Regions from separate parts of the Mus musculus genome. Here region 1 is linked to region 2. A link is a contact called in public promoter capture Hi-C data. All regions are on one chromosome and are shown on one strand. Each heading gives the region's core, a stretch centred on a gene start, on an enhancer-like site or on the middle of the called end of the contact. The rest is flanking DNA. Distances are from core to core; before and after follow the strand shown.

Region 1 (7,623 bases), core at 3,460-5,959, 2.7 Mb before region 2:
TAGCAATGCCTACCTTACAACTATAGTGGAACCCCATAATTGCACAAAGCCACACACACATATGCGGCATCCAACGGTGTCCAACACCCAGATGACTCCAGACTTGTTCACCTTCTTTCCCTTCTCCCACACAAAGCTCCCCAGTCAAAATTCAAATGTCAGGCTGGCATTTTATTAAACAGGGTGTGACATGATGTCACCAGGTTTCCACATGATATGGAAACAAATCAGACCAAGGGTACACAGTAAAGGTATACTTTTTAACTCTCTTCCCCACCCCCATCCTTTCTCGTTAATGCCTTATCAAAGCTAACTACAAGTAAAGGCGTCTACAGCTCTCATTTGCCAAACTACACATAGAAACCCTAGACAGGAACTTCTGTAGCAGAAATGCTAAGTTCACATGTAGACCTCCAAAACTTACAAGAAAAATTTTAAAAGCAAAGGTGTAGAGGAAGATAAAATGGATGCCTTTCTTCCCTGGTAAGCATTTATGCCAATATAACATACAGTTGAAACATCGTTACAAGTGGATAATATCGATATACTCTACTTAGCCTAAATTTCAAATTTAAAGGAAACGCCAATTAGTGTTATTTTATTGCCCCAAAATAGACTAGGAAGGGCTATGCTTACAACAGAAAGATATCATTCCTATTAAGCAGCACATTTGATTATAAATGCTCTCGCTGCACTTTGTTAAACTGTAGTGAACATTCGCTAACCAAACCCTCACGAGTCAGAAGGAAAGCCACAAGGCAAAAGACAGGCACTGTTAACTAAAGAGGTACCTATGCCTTGGTACCGTCTTCTCGGTGGAAACTGCATTCCGATTCCAGCGGCTAAGCAGCAGATGTCAAACAACCAATAAACTGCTTAATTTCATTTGATTGGAAGGGATATTAAAGAGAACACCGTACTCTTCCCTAGTCTCCTAAAAAACATTTACCCCAAAGCGTATCTGGTGGCTTCCGAGTCGATGGGGGAGAGGACAGAACAGAGAGGCTGTGTCCTGAATTGCAACGGTGTGTCCCCTCACATGGGTGAGTCTCCACATGTCATCTCGGCAGTGTGAACACTGGCTGCCACAACCCATATGTTGCCGTTGCTCTGCTCAACCCTGCGTGCAGTAGCCATAGCTCATTCAATATTGTCTTGACAGAGGCTTCCAAGACAAACCCAAGTTATGAACGGCATATAGGTTTGATGGGAAACTACGTAGCCTAGCCAAAACACCTTTTGTATGTGACAATAGTACCAAAAAGGTACACTCCACTGAGTGGTCCCTGTGAGTGGACGCACTATCATTCCTCATTTGCTCCTCTGCCTTATCTTTAAGACAGGGTCTCTCACTGAGCCCAGAGCTCCCCAACACAGCTGGATCGGCTGCCTAGCAAGATGCAGTAATCATCAGGTCTCCACTTCCCCAGGAGGAGCACTGCAGGCAAGCACTTGTGCACCTGGTTTGTTTACACGGGCTCTGGGGTTTGGAACTCCGATCCTCCTGCTTGCACGGATGCTGACTAAGCCATCTCCCCAGCTCCTCCCATCCATGTCTAAACCAAAATTAGCATTTTAAAGAAATATTGCTGAGATAGAGACTTAAATATATATATATATATATATATATATATATATATATATATATATATATATATATACATATATATATATATGGATCTTGAGGAAGCTAGAACTTCATATTAATTCGAGTTATAATCAACAAAGATACTTTAAAAAATAAAATTCACATAAAAAAAGTTATACTAGTCTCCATAATGTGTTTCAGCATGGTAAATAGAAGCTGGGGTTGGAAGAGGTATAGAAAGGGCACAGCCCACATTAGGATTTAATGCTACAAATTGGCCTTTTGGTTGACTGTATTCTCAAACAATATTAAAAATATAATATGTATTCCATGTTGATTATTTTTTTTGACTGGCCTGATAGCTTATATTTCAAAAGTAATCATGGGGCAGTGGGGCAGTCTATACAATGTTACTTCAAATGCAAAGAAAAAAAAACGTCAAGCACTCAATACATTCTGCAAAGGGCATAATCCGAGCAGTGTCCTCTGACAGACATACCAAAAGTCACGGAAGCATCTCAATACACTCACATACACACGATACAACCACATACGCAAGTTCTACGTTTATGGACGATGTTTAAAGAACAAAATCATTTGCACATTCTCAATAAGGCAGGACCTCAAAAAATACTACTAATATACATATATATATATATATATATATATATATATATATATATGTATGCACACACACTTCTATACACACGTGCTGTTTAGAAAAACATCTCATGAGCAATGAATAAAAACATTGAATAAATAAATAAATAAATAAATAAATAAATAAATAAAAGCAACCAAGGGCCATACATTCCCTGTTCCCTCCTGTTGGAGGAGCTTTGGCTGCCCAATTTGTCTGACTCAGATTTTTGTGCACTGGAGGAATTCCGGTCTTATCTCAACCAAGCAGATTAGGTGATCATCTTTCAAAGTTACTATATTTCTAAAAGACATACAAGTACATTTTATTACAATCCCCCCCCCCAAAAAAAAAATCTACCCACTTCAGCATTCTGATAAAAACCTAGGGGCAACACAGTAGTGATTTTTTTTTTTTAATCATCAAACTGACGCACTTAACATCAGGTGCGTCGCAGCATTTAGCTGATAGGACAGACCTGGGTGCTTGACAGACCCCTTTCTTTCATTGCTTCAACCTGGTAGTGAAATATTGGCACCTGGATCTGCAAATCTTAAGATATGGTTATGCAAAGGCAGGCATTGAAGCATTTCTGTAGCAGGGATACCACTGGGCGCGGGGCGGGGGGGGGGGGGTAAATCCATGGTCACACGCCAGAAGTGTACTGCAAATGAATGCACAACTCTAATAAGGAAGTGGTTTTAAAAGGGACAGATTCCCTGAGTCATTAAAAAGGCTATCAACCAAAGACGCGCTGTGCCACCTAGAGAAAAACTGGAAACTGTACATTGGTTTCTTGGCTGTAAGCATTTTTTTCCAAAACCTGAAACTTTTAGCATGACGAGTAACACCAGCCACCGTCCATACCAGCTCCCCCACGCTGCAGAATCAAATTCTTTTGGGGTGGGGGGGGCAGGGGGGAAATAGCGCTGTCCCTTCTACACACCAGATTGGCTTCCTGCTTCCATCACAGCCTACCCACGAAGCACCATTTAACCTCCAGCACCAACTGTTAGTCATGAAGACCCTGCAGCCTGAAAGCCATTCAATTCTCAAGCAGGTTCCTTGAACAAGCCAAAGCAGGCTGTAGTTGAAGCAGCAGGAGTATATAAACCCTGGTGGACCTTGACAGCCAGGGAATCCCTCTGGATGCTGCGCACCCCACAGCCCCATGGGGCCTTGGTAGGAAATTTTGGTGTACTCCGTACATGATATCCAGGTTACGGCCAACCACTGCACAACCCAAACACCGTAAGATGACAACAGAACCAAGCGTTTAGAGTGCAAAAGGCCTTCAACTTTTCCTCTCCGCGAGTCACTTCAAAACAACGTGCCCAGCACACTTGGCAGGCTGAAGCACAAAGGGGCTGCAGAGCCACCTGGCACGGAGAGCCGTGTCTTCCGAAGAAAACAGACAGTAATTATGAAAAGTCCGCAGTCCTGCGGTATTAACTAGAAAGCCGGGACTGCGCTGGGCATAACTCATCTTTTAGGCAGTCACTACCAGCCAGGGGACAGTCAGTCCTCTCTCCCCTCCCCCCTTCCAGCGACCCAAGGCAGCGCCCCCTACCCGCCCCCCACACTCTTCCCCCTTCTACTCCCCCTTTAAGAATCTCCTGCAACTTTGGGTTTGGCAGCACCATCGTAGCCCAGCCAGAGGCGGGGACATCGTCAAGGCGGCCGCGGCAGGAGGAGGAAAGTTTGAAAAGTCACTTAAAGCATTGCAAGATTCTCCCCCACCCCCAGCACCAGGAGAGCCCACCGCACAGAGAGGAGCCGGGGCTCCACGTGCGCAGCGGGCCCAGGAGAAGCTGGAGTTCCCTCTAGGTCCTCGGTAAGAAAAAACAGAATCTTTCCCCGGGCGAAAAGTTGCTTGCCGCAGCACTGTTCCCTTGCCCCCTCGGCTTTTCCCCCCTCCAGATCCCCAAACCCCCTCTCGGATTTCGCAAGGTGCCACCTGGCCTGGAGCGCGGTCCCCGGAGGGCACGGCGCCCCTCCCTTGCCGGCCGGAGGACAGGTCTCGGGGAGCTGGGGGACAGGGAGGCACCGAGGGCGCCCGGCCCGGCCCCCCAGGCTCGACCGCCAGGCTCACCTCTCTCCTGCTCCTCCGCTTGTAAGCAGATGGGGATGTTCTTCTTCCAGCCCGGCATGGTGTCTGCTCCCTGAGCTTGCTCCGGGGCGTACTCGCTGGCTCGCTCACTCGCTGGTCGCCGGCTCTGGGGCTCGCCGCGCCTCCTGGCTCACGCCCTCCGGCCGGTAGCAACACGCCCGAGGCTGCTCAGCGGGGCTGGGGCGCCGAGGCGACTCCCCGATACATTGAGGCGACGCCGCGCGCCCCGCTGCTCGCCTCCAAGTCTCCCGAGCTCCCCGGGGGTGGCGGTGGCGGTGGCTGTGGCGGTCGGGCCGCGCGGTAACCGGGCAGAGCTGGGGGGGGGGGGGGGTTCTGCAGCCGCGGTGGCGCGGTGTGGCCGCGAGGCCGGGGGACCGGAGCAGGCCGGTGTAGGACCGCCGAGCCCCCGGAGGTGGGCGCCGGCGGGAGCTCAGGGCTGGCGCCGCCTCGCTCCGCTCCTCCTCCTCCACCTCCTCCTCCTCTTCGTCGTCCTCGCCTTCTCCTTCCTCGTCCCTCCGCCGCCAGCAGGTGGGACTCGGAGCCGCCGCGGCCGCACAAAGCTCCTCGGGGCGGGCGGGACCGAGCTGCGGGCTCCCGGGGCGCCTGTCGCCAGAGCCTCTCCCCCCGAGACGCGCGCGAGGCTGGGCGGGCACGGAGGGGCGCGCGCGCTCACACCCTCGGCGCCCGGATCGCCGGCCTGCGAGGCGCGCCCGGCCCGCCAGGTACGGAGCCTGGCACCCCGCCGCCGCTGCGGAGCCCTCGCCCGCCCCTCCCGGGCCTCCCGCCCCGAGCCCGACCGGCCGCTTAGGCGGCTTTGGCGATGACCTCGATGAAGCAGGGGGCAGTGTCCTTCCCTCTAGTCCCTCCTTCTCGCCGCTCACTCCCCTCCCCAGCCCTGCCCGTCGCCCCCTCCCCCAAGTTGAGACTCGCAGCTCCGGATTCGCTAACTTCGCCCTCAACACAGGGGCAGTGGCAACTTTCGGGATGGTCGGCGCTGGTCCCAGGGGTGGGGACGGTGGGAGCCAGGAGCCCCTTTTGTTTTAAAGGATGCAAGCAGACCTCAGCTGAGTGAATATTTAATAGCTGTCTTCAAGTGTAGGAAGGAATTTTATGATCAGGTTTTATGATTAGTTTCTTCCTCTTGTCATAGGCTCACAGAAAGAAAAAAAAAATCAGTGGAAAATGAATAAAGGTGGGGAGGGGGAGGGGGGACAGAAGCCTTTGTACCAGAGCCTGGAAGGTTCTGCCCAGGCATGTGGGCTCTTCCTTGAGACCTCAGTGCTACTAGGAGAGGGACTTTTGGCAGCTGTCTGTCTTGCATGGAGATGCCATTCATTTCTTCAAGCCTGGGCCTCTGGCTGGAAAATAGCCATGCCTTTCCCTCCCATCTGACGGGTTCTGAAGAGTTTGGAGCCCCAGAGGCTGTATCTACTGGAGTGTGGTTTGGGGGTTTCGCCTCTGCGGTTTCTTTTGGCCTCTGAAGGAACTGTGGTTCCTCTCCCTCAATGGGGACATCAGCTCTTGCCAGCCTTCTGCTCTCTCACTGCCAGAGCAATAGCATAATCACACAGCACCTGAAGATAAGGTCTGTCTTCTCCTGCCATCTCATAAACTGTCTGATCAAGCAGGGATGTTGGCACCTGCCGTTGCCCCTTGTGCGAGTGCTTGGTTGTCACTGCAGAGCTGCCCTGCTGCCAAAAACCAGTGGCTGTCTCTCCTAAGGAAAGAAAGGAAAGGATTCAAGAGCAGAGCTACACAGCACCTGGGAGCTGAAGAGCTAAGTAGAAACTGAGTCACAACATCCCAGGGGTTCTTAGAAATCCCATCTGCGCTGGGCAGTGGTGGCTTGGTGGTGCATGCCTTTAATTCCAGCACTTGGGAGGCAGAGGCAAGTATGTCTCAGAGTTCGAAGCCAGCCTGGTCTTCAGAGCGAGTTCCAGGACAGCCAAAACTATACAGAAAAACTCTTTATTGTCCCCGCCTTGGCCCCCCACCCCCACCCCAGTCCCATCTGAGCAGGCTCCTTTCAGACTCTTTGTAAAATCCAGAAAAACAGATGGCATAACTTTGGTCTTGCCCTAAGTTTGTTTCAAGAATGTGCCTTGATTTTCCGGAAAGATTAAAGGGCATCCAGCAATAGCCAGGCTGGCTACAAGTACAGGCATACACTCAGCTTCCAGCAACACAAAAACCGCTGGAGCATTTGATGTAATATCTACGATGCGGATGATTATTCTAACAGGTGTTATTCTGGGGGGCCTGACTAATAAACCTCTGATATGAACTGGCCCTTACTCATGAGGTTTTACTGCAATCAACGGTATGATTGCCCCACCAAAGTGACAGCCTAGTGATGCCAGAGTTCTAACTTGTACCTACTGATTATATTTTTAACTCTGACAAAATCCCTACTATGTGTTGGACTCTTGGATAAAAGCTAGGGATACTGGAAGATTTTTTATTTATTTTATTTTGGTAGTAATTCAAATTAGCACATCTTAGATACTAGGGTCAGATATTATCTTGTGACTAATACAGCTGCAAAGAACAAACTCTCTAAGTCATAACTTGCCCCACCTCGTGTTATTTGTCTCAAATATGTGTTCACTGATAGCGAACATCTTGCATCACCATATCGTATATGGCCATCAGCAACTAAGTCCCTAGCTGTGTCCCGGATAGTAGCTTTTCTTTTTGTATCTCTAGCTACAAATGTAGCTTTTCTCTTTGTATCTCTAGCTACAAAGGAAATAAACTCACTGATACTCAAGGGTGATAGCATTTGCCCTCAGTGGGCTACCCCTGGTATTCTCTTCATGAAGCCTTCTCATTGTATTATTGCGATCACTTGACAGAAAAATATTAGAAAAATACTACTAGGTAATTTGAATTGAGTCTGATGTAGCCTTATATTCAAAACAATGCATCTGAAAGTCTATTCCAAGAGATTGTAACATTATCTCGAGCTTTATTTTTAAAACAAAAAACTAGATCTCAAGCAGCTAAGCACATTCATTTTTTTTTTCTTTAGTAAATTTGAAAATTAATGTCCTTTAAAGAATGGGCAGTAACAGTTAATCAAAAGGGGGGCCATGAATTTGAAAAGGAGTGGGTGTCTTGGGGTTTCCATTGCTATGAAGAGACACCATGACCAAGGCAACTCTTTAAAGGACAACATTTAATTGAGGATGGCTTAATGGTTCTGAGGTTCAGTCCATCATCATCTAGGCAGGAAGACAAACAGGAGAAGACTGTCTTCCAGGCAGCTCGGAAGAGGGTCTCAAA
Region 2 (7,579 bases), core at 3,931-6,430:
GTTGTTGTTGTTGTTGTTTTGTTTTGTTTTGTTTTGTGTTTTTTGTTTTTTCTCACCCAGAGGAAGAAAGGCCCAAGTGTGTCCCAGAACTAGCAGTGTCTTGCTCACAGTTGGAATTCACTGAATGTGTATCGCAGAAGCACTTCCCTTGAGCTCCATTACTGCAGGTCCCATGCTGGATGCTATCCTTGTGACATTTGGTCAACAGAGTGGGTGATGAAGGATGTTCAACCAGATTGGACTGCCCATAGTAACAGGCGTTCGGGCCAGCCACTCATCGAGAACAATATGGCCAAGGAAGGCATACGGTACTTAACTTTCTCATGCGTTGATGTTTCTCTTTTGGGCAGGAGACTGTTCACCCTGGAAAGTTGACTGAAATAGGAATCTCTGACGAGAAGGGAGTGCCTCATCAGACGTCACCCTGAGTCATTTTGTTGGCAGGTTAACGTTATCAGATTGGCTCTGGGGCTTGGCTAAATGGAGAAAAGTCAGATTGTCAAAGAATGCATCTGGGAGAAGGGAAGGTGTGAGCACTTAACTAGAGGCTGGGAAGGACCGTTTGTAAGCTTTGTAAGCTGCTGGCTGGAAGACACTGAGCAGGGTAGCCAGTGATGAGAAAGTGGGTGGGTGGGGAGTTACAGGGCTAGGGGGTGGGGTGTGGACCGCAAGCCTTGGCTGATTCACACCCCCAGCTGCAACCCAGTCCAGCCGGCACTCTTTCTATCCACGTGGAAGCCATCAGGATCAAGATGGAGTTACTGACTTCCAACCCTCGCAAAATGGAGGACCATGAGACATCAGGTCCAGCACACATGTCTGTGATTTAGAACTGCCATAGGGATCTGTGAAAGCCACAGTGTGGCCCAAAGGCCTCCTCTGCCACTTCATGCAAAGAATATTCCCCAGGGACATCTGTCCAGAGACAGAACTATTCAACTTTGGGCTCATTGGTGATCCTTCTAGCCAAGGGTACTTGTTTCAAAACAACTTATGTAACCTTCTTCCAGCTCCTCAAAGTCTTGCGTTGTCTCAGTCTCTTTGGATATGTCTGCCATCTGCCATTAGACACATATCTCAGATTTTAAAATCTCCTGCTCCTTCTGGAATAAATGTGTTTCTTTGGAGAGCTCCTCTCTCTGCTATTCTGGGTAAACAGCTTCCATAGTTTAGGAAACAGTAAGAAAATAAAAATAAGTTCTTTTGTGAATGCACCCACACTGCCCAGGAAAGGTCTGGTGGCCTTGGCTCCCCAAGGAAGCCTCTTGGTTTCCATGTGACTCCCCGTGAGAAAGGCAGCCAAAGAGACATGGAACCTGCCTTTGCCTCCCGGCAGCTGTTCAGGCTTAGATTAACCATTCTTGTTGCGTTTCTAGTTTTCCATAGCTCCCTCTCCTGTGTCTGTTAGGATGGTCTTGGCCATGGGTTGGGTGAGGATGAACAGGAAGGGAAAGTTTGCCAAGGTCACATGGAATACCAGGTACTGGCTGGTCTTGTGTGTCACCCTGTCACAAGCTCTGGAGTTATCACAGAGAAAGGAGCCCCTCCTGAGGAAATGCCTCCATGAGATCCAGCTGTAAGGCATTTTCTCAATTAGTGATCAAGGAGGAAAGGCCCCTTGTAGGTAGCGCCATCTCTGTGCTGGTCGTCTTGGGTTCTATAAGAGAGCAGGTTGAGCAAGTCAGGGGAAGGAAGCCAGTAAAGAACATCCCTCCATGGCCTCTGCATCAGCTCCTGCTTTCTGACCTGCTTGAGTTCCAGTCCTGACTTCCTTTGGTGATGATGAACAGCAGTGTGGAAGTGTAAGCTGAATAAACCCTTTCCTCCCCAACTTGCTTCTTGGTCATGATGTTTGTGCAGGAACAGAAACCCTGACTAAGACACCACACGTAGCCGATTTTTCCGCTTCTTTTGACTATTCTTGCAGACTCCGAGTTACTGCTATGTCAGCCGTGTCCTGTTCTTCCCAGGCTGTGCTAAGAAGCCCCTTGCAGGGCTCTCCATAAAACGTCTTTCCGGTCGCAGCACCATGCATAACTCATCTGTTTGTGTATCTCTGCTTTTCTGGTCACTGGGAACATCGAGGTCCCTTTAATTTGCCTCGTCTAAACCAGCATTTCTCAAACTGTGCACAACGACCCTTTCTCGAGGCCACCTAAGACCATCAGAAAACACAGATATTTATATATTATGCTTCATAACAGTCGCAAAAGTACAGTTATGAAGTAGCAACGAAAATAATTTCATGGCTGGGGGTCACCACAGCGTAAGGAACTCTAGTCAAAGGTCGCAGCATTAGGAAGATCGAGAGTTGCTGGGCTAAGTAAGTCCGCAGGCAGTGCTTACAACAAACATAGCTGAATGTAACCGAGGCAAGAGTGAGCTGGAGGGTACTGCTCTCTTGTGTTACACTTAGGGCCATTTTCTTTTTCCCGTGTTTTATTGCGCCATTTTAAGCATAAACAGGACCAGAGACCATTCTTCTTATTTAAAAAAAAATGCAAGTAGAAATTTGGGGTAAATGACAAGAGTCCACATGCAACCCTCTTCCCCCTCCAGTCCCCCGCAGAGGCAGCTAAAGTCCTGAGTTGAGTGTGTATTCTCCGTGATACCGCATCTTGGTATTGTCTCTCCTATCAGTGTCCGAGGCAATCAATGCCTGGCCCTATTACCCACTGAGTTCTTGTTAATGATTGCAGGAGAGATCCCAGAGAGACAAGGGAAAGGGACTGGAGTTTTAAGTGGAAAAATAGTAATTTTAGAGGCATTACCTCACTCAGAATTTGTGAGAAAGCAGAACAAGACCCTTAAGCCATGTAGCCAGAAGCAATGCCCAAACTCCCCTCGTGTGTCTGCTGTGGATGGGACATCCAGCAATGTCCCAGTCCCTCTCCCAGTCCCTCTCCCAGTCCCTCTCCCAGTCCCAGTGGCATTCAAGCCCCAGGACAGCTGCTACCTTGAAGGAGCCAGATGTCTCTGCCCACACTTGCTGGCAAACACCTTTCCCCTCTAGCAGCCCTGTTCCTGTGGCTTTACTGTCACTATCCCAGTCACTGCTCCACCCTTATGGTGACGGTGACAAGACAACACAAAGCAGGTGACCCCTGGGAAAGGCACTTGGGTTGCCAGTCTGGTGGCGTTATATCAATGAGCAGCTAGCTGGCCATTATATAGAAAGATACATCTCATGCCGGTGGCAACTGTGGGATAAGCAGAGAGAAGTCACCTGCTTTAGTTAGACTTTGTGCTTCTGATATCTGGGTCCTACACGCCAGCAGAGAGAGGTGGCGGGTAAAGTTTGTTCTCCTTTGCTGCTGTGTTAGGAACAGTGACTTCAATGGCGTCTCAGGACCTCTTCTGGGTACTAAAATTGATTGACAGAAACAATAAAATGATGGGTGTGCTCTTCAATTGATATCTCAAGTTTATGGAGTCTGTCTTACAATACAGCAATTTGCAGTGTAGATACTAATATTGAGTTTCCCTCTGATAACCTCCACTCCTTACACACACACACAATCACAACCACAATACACACTTACTATTTGAGTGTGTGTGTCTTCCTCTCTATCGGTCTGTCTCTCTCTGTCTCTCTGTCTCTGTCTCTCTGTCTCTCTCTCTGAGTCTGGCATATAGCTTTTCTGATGTACCAATGGGAACAAAGACTCAGATTCATGCAGTGTTTTTGATGAGTTCCTACGGCCGTGTATTTACAGTGATGAGCTTTTTCTGAACCCCAACTCAACAAGCACGACTTGACTAAGAAGTTGGGAAGATTTTTCTTGGTTTCGCTGGTCTTGAGCTCCACCACTGGGCAGAGGGGAACCTTTGCTGTGCCTTTCTTTCACTGTCCTGTGGGCACCTTTGAGTCAGGCCCACTTGAGAAGGCAGCTGTTCCAATCAGGGTGTGGATCTTTCCACAAACACTTGTCATCTCCCGATTGCTTGGAGACAGAGGCAGAATGAGATGAAACAGGGAGGGGGAAGGGCACGTGGACGGGAGACTGAAAAAGCTGTTAAATGGAGAGAGGACACTAAGGGAACGAATTTTCTTTAGCTGTGTTCACAGGAGTTTCTCACGTGATACATTCGTGTCTCCCCCCCACTCTCTCTGTAGCACTGGGCTAGTTATGTGCACTGTGGCACTTCACACCCGAAAAGCCTTTTGTGTAGGTATTGTAATCTCTGTCTTTCATAGATCCAGAAAGCCATCTGTTTATTAAATTCTAATTCACACACTCCTCCAGAGAAGTTCCCCCCTACCTTGCCCCCCCCTTCTCTCTCTCTCTCTCTCTCTCTCGAATGGAACCATGGAATCCAGGGACTTAGATGTGTGAGCCAAGCTCTCTACCACAGAGAGATATTCCTATTCTTTTCACCTTTTGATTTTACAGATTTTTGGGCTTATTTTGAGACAATGTTGCTAGGTCACCTAGGCTGACCCCGAAACTCACTCTGTAGCCCAGGCAGATCTGGCACTTTCAATCCCCCTGCCTCAGCCTTCCAAGTAGCTAAGATTACAAGTCCCCACATCTGATGGAGAGCTGGCTCAGCGGTTAAGATCACTGTCTGCTCTTCCAGAGGTTCTTAGTTCAATTCCCAGCAACCAAGTGGTGGCTCACAACCATCTGTAATGGGATCTGATGCCCTCTTCTGCTCTTCTGATATGCAGGTCTACATTCAGTTAAAGCACTCATTAAAAAAAAAATTAAAGGAAAAAAAAAACGTACAATCAAGACTATCAGGCCTGGCTTGGGGTGGGAGTGGGGTGGGGTGTCCCCCTTTCTAAGAATACATAGAATTATACTCTATTTGAGACCAAGCTGCGAGGCTTCTCCTTAGGATGCAAATTTTGGGAGAGGGATGGTCTAGTTTTGGCTCCAGAGCAGACAGGTTCATCCCACCTTCGGGCAGCTGGAGCTGCTGAGCAGAAAGACAGACAATCTGGTCTAAAGAGTCCTTCACAGTGTGTGTGGGAGCTCGCCATTACAAGCAAAGAGAAGGCAAAACAAGGAGCAGAAGGCACAACTGGGTCTGAGATATAGACAGCTGTTGGACCAGGCTGCAGACATCCTGTGTACACAGACCTGGACCTCTACAGCGCAGGCGCGGAGCCAACCGCCTCATCCCACCACCCCCCCCCCCCCCGCACCCCCCTATCCCCACCCCCCACCCCCGCCTCCTAGCTTGGTCTACCTAACTCTTCAAGTCCTGCTCTGGCAATTCCTTCCCGTTCCTCCTCCCTCTCCAGTTTCTGTCACAGAGCCAGCCTGAAAACAGGTATGAGGTGGTGGGTCAGGTTCCATGAAGGAGTTGTATTTATTAGGCCACCCGCAGGGTAAGGGACAGCCTGAAGAGGGAAGCCCAGCTAAAGCAGGTTCCCACAGGAGTAAGGCGCAGGCTCACCTTGAACAACACACTACCTTCAAGGCCAATTAGATGGGAGGGGGTCTCCTGTAGCACCAACCTCCCGTGGAAAAGGCTTCCCTTTCCCTATGGAGGCCACGGGTTCATTCTGAGGGCTCCACTAGTCAGTGTGAAAGACAGAAAGGATCTTTATGAACTACAAACAGAAACGTGCATCACCGGGCTTAAGTCAAAAAAAGAAAAAGAGAGAATCTAGACATTTCTTACAGAGAACACAATTACAACATCTCTTTCTGATGATGAAAGTATCGCTTTGTTCAGTTTGAAAATAACTAAAATAAATAAATATACAATACTCTTATAATTCTTATTCTGGGCAAACAACATCTTTGGGTAACTTCCTTTTCCCCTTAAACTGAAGGAAGCAGCAGTGTGATTGGCCGCTGAACCGTCTGCTAGTCTTACTACTTTGTGTCTAACATCTCTTCTTTCAAGCTGAAGTTGTTTCCTGATTTTTCTTCTCCCACCTACAGCAGCCACAGGTCGCTTTTCCCTCCCAACGGGTCCGGCTGGCTGTGTGTTCTCATCTGTTAGCTAGAAGGGGCGCGTTTGTCTTTCTAATACTCTCTCAGATCTTTTGGGGTGTGCGGAGTTTGTGCGCTTGGAGTTTTTGGCCCTTCTTGCCCTCAGCCTTCATTCCTAAGCTGCCGGCACTTTTCTGCAGCCTACAGTCCCCGTGTGAAGCTAGCCTTGAACTTATTCTCTTGGGTTGCCAGCCTATCATTTCCGCAAAGCTCACGGCAGGAGAATGCCCAGTACTTTCAGTATCTTTCACTGGAGGTGTAATCTGAACGAGCTGACTGAGAGCAGCCCTTGTTCAAGTGAGTGTTGGCATCCTCTTCTCCCCCGGCGCCCCACTCCCAAACCCCAGCAAGTCAGGCTTCACAAGGAGACGCAACAAGGACTGTGGAAAAATGGAGAGAGAAACTGAGCTGCAATCCCACAGTCCCAAACAGTTCATGAAGTGCGCGCTTGGAGAGAGAGAGCCACAAGGCCCCTGGGAGCCTTTGTTTTTCCGAAAGCAGGAAGGTGTCGGAATTCTAACTGAAAAGTCTAGCTGAGCTGGATGGGGGAGGGTAAACTGACTCACTGGAAGCCCTTGGTGGCAGAGGAGGAACAGAAGAAATAGAAAATGTCTGTGGATCTTGAAAGATGACAAGGCAAAATTCAGGGAGCGTAAACCAACACCTGGCACCTGAGCTTGAAGCGGGCAACAGCATTAGCTAAGTAACGCGGCGCTTCTGAGAGGGCAACTTTGTATGGAAAATGAAATCATGCCAGGACAGACCTTTTTAGTGTGTGATGGACTGGATGTCCACGTTTAGCAAATGCAAGCTAAACAGGATGACGTCCTGCACAGGAGATGCGGGAGGAAGCTAAAGCTTACAGCTTGCACCCTGCATGTCACATATGACGGACGTCACTTAGACCCAGAACCGAGAAGATAGAAAAGGCTCTTAGCAAAAGTCAACAAGAGATGGGATGGACAGGGACCATCTGACAGGAATTTAAAGCAGCCACCAGGAAATTGCTTTAGCAGGGAATTACGAGCTAACGAGAAAACAAACACAGCAGAAAGTTTGAGAGAAGTGAAAAGGAGGAAGAGGAAGAAGGGGAACCTTACAACTGAAAAAGTGGAAAAAATAAACCCTGTTAATTAAAAATATGAAAATGAGATAGACAATTTTAAAAACAAAATACAAATGACCACTTACATGAAAACGTACCCAGCCTCACTAATCACAAGCAAATCAAAACCACAATGAAATGTCACCTTAGTTGGAAAGGTTACCTCCCTCCCCCAAAGAGACAGAAAAGAATGAACATTGGTGGATGAGAAAGGCGAGTCCCATACACACACTGTTAGTAAAAATTAATAAATACCACCATTACATTGTGTGACACAGCAGGTCCCACTACCCACAGCACATCTAAAGGAACTGAGACTAACAAGTGAATGAGAAATCGCTGCCATGTTTACTGTGGCAATATTCACAATACCCAGGACATGGAATCAAGCTAAATGTCCACCAGGAAATGGACAAAGTGAAGAACGTCATATACACAATGGAATATTACTCAATCATGAAAAAGTGAAAAAGCTGCTGTGGGCAGCAACATGGAACCAAAGGTCACCCAGTGAACTAAGTCA

Evidence for each region. Promoter capture Hi-C pulls out the DNA fragments that hold promoters and counts their contacts.
Region 1: a promoter capture Hi-C map of pre-B cells shows a contact between it and region 2, with 2.9 times the contacts expected there. The contact joins the promoter of Grip1 here to the promoter of 1700030O20Rik in region 2.

The regions. Positions count from the first base shown.
Region 1 is chr10:119,451,120-119,458,742 of GRCm38.p6, reverse strand. It overlaps Grip1 (glutamate receptor interacting protein 1), which reads right to left and starts at 4,709. Exons shown (of 23, transcript NM_001277292.1): 1 at 4,321-4,709. The coding sequence starts at 4,378.
Region 2 is chr10:116,726,778-116,734,356 of GRCm38.p6, reverse strand. 1700030O20Rik (RIKEN cDNA 1700030O20 gene) reads left to right here and starts at 5,180. Exons shown (of 3, transcript NR_045345.1): 1 at 5,180-5,280. 4930579P08Rik (RIKEN cDNA 4930579P08 gene) reads right to left here and starts at 5,104. Exons shown (of 3, transcript NR_131036.1): 1 at 4,905-5,104; 2 at 3,227-3,364.